2 separate regions of the Sus scrofa genome follow, and region 2 is linked to region 1. The links are chromatin contacts, called in public Hi-C maps. All regions are on one chromosome and are shown on one strand. The core of a region is the stretch at or near the end of the contact, and the rest is flanking DNA. Distances in the headings are between cores, read along the strand shown. Region 1 holds the start of RABEP1 (rab GTPase-binding effector protein 1). Region 2 has its middle 28 kb from the start of INCA1.

Evidence for each region. Hi-C and Micro-C count contacts between places; a contact is called where the count stands out from the background.
Region 2: a Hi-C map of liver shows a contact between it and region 1, with 2.6 times the contacts expected there. The contact joins the enhancer-like site here to the promoter of RABEP1 in region 1. A contact is called at or near these places in 1 of 5 promoter capture datasets (liver), 12 of 47 Hi-C or Micro-C datasets (alveolar macrophages, brain, embryonic fibroblasts and 7 more) and 2 of 2 datasets of contacts at active chromatin or transcription factors (alveolar macrophages and skeletal muscle).

Annotation. Positions count from the first base shown.
Region 1 is chr12:51,856,849-51,859,717 of Sscrofa11.1, reverse strand. It overlaps RABEP1 (rab GTPase-binding effector protein 1), which reads left to right and starts at 1,470. Exons shown (of 20, transcript XM_021067732.1): 1 at 1,470-1,617. The coding sequence starts at 1,485.
Region 2 is chr12:51,894,485-51,897,353 of Sscrofa11.1, reverse strand. No RefSeq gene overlaps it. Among named protein-coding and RNA genes, the nearest start is that of INCA1, 28 kb to the left of the region's middle. Within about 2 kb of position 1,398, at least 48 of the 83 cell types and tissues checked have an H3K27ac peak or open chromatin away from gene starts, as enhancers often do. A contact at or near this core is called in alveolar macrophages, brain, embryonic fibroblasts and 3 more, where this site is marked.

The DNA.
Region 1 (2,869 bases), core at 221-2,720:
GATGTGGGTTAGATCCCAGGCCTTGCTCAGGATCTAGCATTGCAGAAACCTGCGGTTGCGGCTTGGATCTGGTGGTGCAGTGGCTGTGGCATAGGCCTGCAGCTGTAGCTCTGATTTGACCCCTAGCCTGGGAACTTCCATATGCTGCAGGTGTGGCCATTAAAAAAAAAAAAAAAAAAAGCAATCATGGCAATGATAGAAACGCTGACTAAGGCAACAGAAGATGATTTCTGGGCAGAAGTGAAAGACCTCTGGGGAAGTGGAGGCCATAAATTTCTTTTGGGGCTCTTTTCCAAAATGCATGATTTTCCCCACTAGCTGTCAGCAGCCTGGGCAAAGAAACCGAACATTTTAACTGATCCGGATTAATAAATTTCCCGCGCACTTGCAGACAGTAGAGCAAAAGGGTTAAGGATATTGGTGTGAGAATGGCCACAATGATGGACCTTATAGTCTAGGGCCTCATCCCAGTGAACGCAAGTGAAAGCTTTTTTTCCTTTTCTGATAGGTTGTGTACTGGATATATATGTAATATTACTTTCTGTGATCAGTCACTCTCTTCTCTATTCCACAGGGATTATGGGGAGGCAAACACAGAAGCCTCCTCCCACAAAGGGCGAAGATGGGTAACCCAGATTTGGTTAATGCTACTATCCTTTTACCCTGAATACCATGATTGGTCCAGGGGTGAGCACCAGACCTAAACAAGGCCAATCGCAGGCCTTCCCTGATATTTGGGGTGGGCGGCCGAATTTGCGGCGGCTTTAGATAGGATAGAATGCCTCTTCCACGTAGTCACCTTTGAACCGAGACCTGAATAACAAAGTTTGCGGTGCACAGGAGTGGCAGAGGAAGTAACAAGTACGAAGGTTCAAAATTCAAGAAATACGGAGACTAGAATGGAAGGCCGTTCCCAGTGCCTAAACTCTTAATTTCTGCTCAACCTTCAGATATCAGCCCAAACTTCACTCCCTCCAGAAAGTCCTGCCCGACCTCAAGAGCGGGTCTCCCTTCGCCCCCAGTAGATGACGGGCCTGTCCTAGGACGTAGGGATCTGTTTATCAGGCTCTTGGTGCGCAGGGAAGGGAGTGACGAAATAAGGGCTACAGGTGGTGGTTTAGGGGGTGTCGCGCGATCTCTGCCCGGCGGGCGAGAAAGCGAAGCCCACCTCCAGTTTCTCAAGCTCAGATCAATGCTTCGGGGAGCGATAGCAGCGCGCAGAGGGGCCAGTCTTAGGACGGAAGTGCATCCCTGGAGCCGTTCTAGGAAACTCGGAGGACCTAGCTCGTCAGTGATCCTGGGGCTAACTGGTCATCGCCCAGCACACACGGCCACTCCAGGGAGCTGGTGTGGCAGGCAGCGGCGAAACGGGGCTTGAGTGAGGGCGAGAACCGGCGCAAAAGAAGCCTGGAAAAGGGCGAGGAGGAGCGGGCGTGCCGACCACCTGTTCCTCCCTGGAGTGCGGCGCGCGCTGATTGGCTGGAATGTCGCCCGGGGACCGGAAGTGGCCGATGCCCGTCGCCCGTGAAACCAAGACAACAGCTGTGGTTCTGCGCCGGCGGGCAGAGCGGCGCGGGGAGCCCGAGCGGAGCGAGCGTGGGGCCGTAGCTGTCTGCGGTGAGACCTCATTCCGTCCCTACAGGGGCCGGAGGGCACTGGGCTCCCGACCCCCCTGGCCCGCGCGCCGCGTGAAAACCCTACGTTTAGGCCGGTGTCAGACCCGGTTCGCTCTCTGACCTTGGACTTTATGGTCCCCCCTCCCCCTCCCCTCCATTTCCCCACCTGCAGACGCCCTGGGCAGGGCCCGGGCCCGTCCCCGCCCTGGTTCCCTGCCTGTCAGCCGCGGACGCGGGAGCAGCAGGGACACCCCCTTCCTCGGTCCCGACGTGGGGGGCCGTGGGAGCTGTGGTTTCTTCACAGTCCATTCCCAAGTAAACTTCAGCGACGAAATGGCGGGCGGTGTCAAAAACTTCAGGCCTCTTGGTAGACTGTGGCCAAGGCAGGCATGCGGGATATTGGCCTATGAGGGTTTAGCTGTAGAAAGGAGACAGGTTTGAGCGTAGAGTTAATAGAGCCTTCTTGATTGTGGGAACCAGGAGAGGAGGACAGACGAAAGGAGGGTACTGGTGCTTTAATTAAATGTCATCCAGATTGGGAGCAGGAACTTATTTCTACAGATAGTTATTGACATCAGCTGTGTCAGATCCTGTTCTAGGCTCTTTAGATACAAAAATGAATGAAATATCCAGTTAGTCCTCAAGGATGTCACAGATTTATGTAGATAAGACATTTACACCAACTTATTTAACAGTTATTTACCAGGTATCCAAAATGTGCTAGGCACTGGGATTCTATCAAGGTGAATAGACCACCATCTTTACTCAAGGTCTAAAGAAGGAGAAGCAGAGATGAAAATAGGCTAACAGTACATTGAAGTAACTACTGCAAATTGGACTCTTGGGGACAGGGAAGGAGAATGGAAGACACTTCATGTTTGAGCTGAGTCTTGTAGATGTTTGTTAAGTGCACAAGGTGGGCAATAGTATTGCAGGAACCTGTTCTCAAAGGCAAAGAAGCTTTAAAGAGTAAGATGTGTTTGGGAGTTCCCTGGTGGCTCAGCAGGTTAAGGATCCCGTGTTGGCACTGCTGGGGCTTGGGTCCCTGATGTGGTGCAGTTTCCATCCCTGACCCTGGGAACTTCTGCATGCTGCAGGTGCAGTCAGAAAAAAAGAATAAGGGAATTCCTGTTGTGGCTCAGTGGTAGCAAACCCATGAGGACGGAAGTTTGATCCCTGACTTTGCTTAGTGGGGTGTGGTGTAGGTCACAGACTCGACTTGGATCTGGTATTGCTGTAACTCTGACATAGGC
Region 2 (2,869 bases), core at 149-2,648, 38 kb before region 1:
TAAGGATTTAGCATTGTCACTGCTGTGGCTCAGGTTACTGCTGTGGTTCAGGTTCAAATCCTGGTCTGGGAACTTTGTATGCTGTGGGCACTGCCCCCCCCCAAAAAAACCCCACAGCTCTGTAAAGTCACTTTTTGTCTCCATTTTTCAGATGGGAAGACTGAGGTTTGAATAGATTAATGAGCTGCCCAACGTCACAGTTCCTCAGAGGCATAGTTAGAATTCCAACCCAGGTCAGTTTGACTGAAGCCTAGACTGTTCATGCCTCTAGGACATCAGGCGTCATCTTGGCTTCTGGAAATCACAGTGCCTTCTCACATGAGTCTGCCTCTCATTTCTGGTCTTCCAAAGCTGTCCTGGGAAAATGAGAGGCTCACTATTTGTGAGCCTCCTCCAGGATCATGGGCAAAAGTCACCCAGACAACGGGCCAGCTTTCTAGCTCACTCGTTTTGGACGTTTCTATAGTTTCACCCTTGGTTTCCTTGGAAATTCAGGCCAGCAGCCTCTGCCTCTTATACACATTCTCACTCCTCCCACCCACTTCTGTCTTCTTGAAAGGCAAGAGAAGACTGTGGCATCATCTGGATAGTATGTCTCCCTAAAGGTCTGGTCACCAGATGGGTGTTGCAGAAACAGCTTCTCTCATCCCTAAACAATCCCACAGTTGCGGGAGCCGACATGAACCTGCCGTGTCCCTGATGGCCTCATCAGTGCGCATGTCCACCTCCACTCCTCCAGGTCCTTTGTGCCCCCCTCACCCCTGAACCTGGAGAAGGACTGTGGGTTCAGATACCCGGGAAGGTCTTGCCATGAGGCAAGCTTCTTTTAAAATGATCCTGGCAGTGGTCCTGGGTGTTCTTGCAGAGCCTCCTCAGCTCAAGAGGAGAAGCAGCTCTTATTTCTCCAAGCCTGAGGCCCCATCCCCACCAGGTTAGGGCTGCAGTCAGCCTCTGGAGCATGCACACATGGGTTCCAGACTCATCACTAATTAGCTGTGTCACTCTGGGTAAGAGACCCCCCTCCTGGACCCTTTTCCTTCTCTGTAATAGGACTAAATAATCCAATGAGAAGATTTAATGAGCTAATACATGCAAAGGGCCTAGACATATTAGGAGCTCAGGCTGGTGCCTTCCCTTTTCCCTTGTTCTGAACTGGAAGTGAAGCCCGGGGAAGGAAGGGAGTTGCTGCAAAATGAGGTCGGGTACCAAAAATGTCAAAGGTCTTCTCAACCCTCCAAGATGCGCTGGCTGCTCTCCACCAAAACCACTCCCGCAAACCGCCTTGTTGTTTCACTGCTGTCCGCCAGGGGGAGGAAGGGCGCACGTCCCCTCCCGGGCCGCTTTCCCTTGCGGGTTCACAGAGCCTTGGGAGAACGTGGCCTCGCGCTTCCCAGCCGCTCAGGGGCGGGGTGCGCACGCGCAGAAGGCTGGCCGTGACGCGGCGCTGGGCTGGGGCGTCCCTTCCTGCGGGCGGGAGCTGGGGGCTCCGAGCCCCCGGAGGGCGGCCCCGGCGTGGCCTGTAGGGCTGGGGGTCCTGCAGGCATTTCTTCCTCTGAGACCAGCTTTCATCTTCGTTTTTGAGAAGGGGCACCCTCTCACTCTTCAGAGTTAGCATTTCTTCCTTCCCTGTCGTGGATGATCAGGAATTCCAAAGAAAGGGAAGAGAAGGGACATTGACTGAGCACCTACTGCGTTAGCGATGGTGCGAGGGAAGTGGACTCACCTTGGGGGCCCGATGACCCCCTACTGGAGGAGGTTTTGGATCGGGGTTTGCTTTGTTTCAAAATTTGCAAATACAGAAAAGTAGAAGGAAAAAAATGGAAAGAATCCACCTCTCCTCACCCCAAAGCATCCCTTGCTGTCTCCCGAAAATGTATCCTAAAATATTTATTCAAGTATGTATTGAACCTATCTATGTGCTTAGCCTGTTAGGTTGTGTGGGGCTGCAGAGGGAACAAAAAATACACAAGTGCGTGCATGTTAGTGTCTTAAGGGAAAATCCCATAGCAAAAGCCAGAGAGGCACCTTATTAAGAAAGATTTTATTTTATTGTTGAATTTTATTTATTTATTTATTTATTTATTTTTTGCTCTTTAGGCTGGCACCCATGGCATATGGAAGTTCCCAGGCGAGGATATGAATTGGAGCTACAGCTTCAGGCCTACACCAGAACCACAGCAGCTCGGGATCCCAACTGTGTCTGTAACCTACACCACAGTTCATAGCCACGCCAGATCCTTAACCCACTGAATGAGGCCAGGGATCAAACACGCATCCTCACGGATACTAGTTGGATTCATTTCCACTGTGCCACTAAGGGAACTTAAAGAAAGATTTTAGAAAGGAAAACCCACAGAAGAGAGAAGCTGTGGATTTGGTAAAAAAACATTACAATCTGTATTGAACTGAACTATGTATTAGAGAATGTATGTGAGGAAAATTATTTAGCTCAATCCTCTGATTTTATTTTTTTCTTGTAAGGTTTTTATTTGACTTTTTTGTTTGGTTGTTTTTTTGTTTTGTTTTATTTTGTTTTGGCTTTTTGTTTTTGGCTGCACCTGCAGCATGCCAAAATTCCCTGGCCAGGGATTGAACCTGAGCCACAGCAGTGGCAACACTGGATCCTTAACCAGCTGTGCCACTAGGGAACTCCTTCTTTGACTTTTAAGTCACAAAATAGTGCACATTAATTGTATGCAAAATTGTAACCATGATCAGAATTTTAATACTCACGAGGAAAATGAGGCCCAGAAATGCCAAGTAAGTTGCTTAGTATCCAGTAGGATGGGACAGGGACCAGAGGGAAGATCTCAGATTTCCAGGCAGGCACTGTTTCTGTTGTATCATGATAGCCAAATGTGGTTCAGGC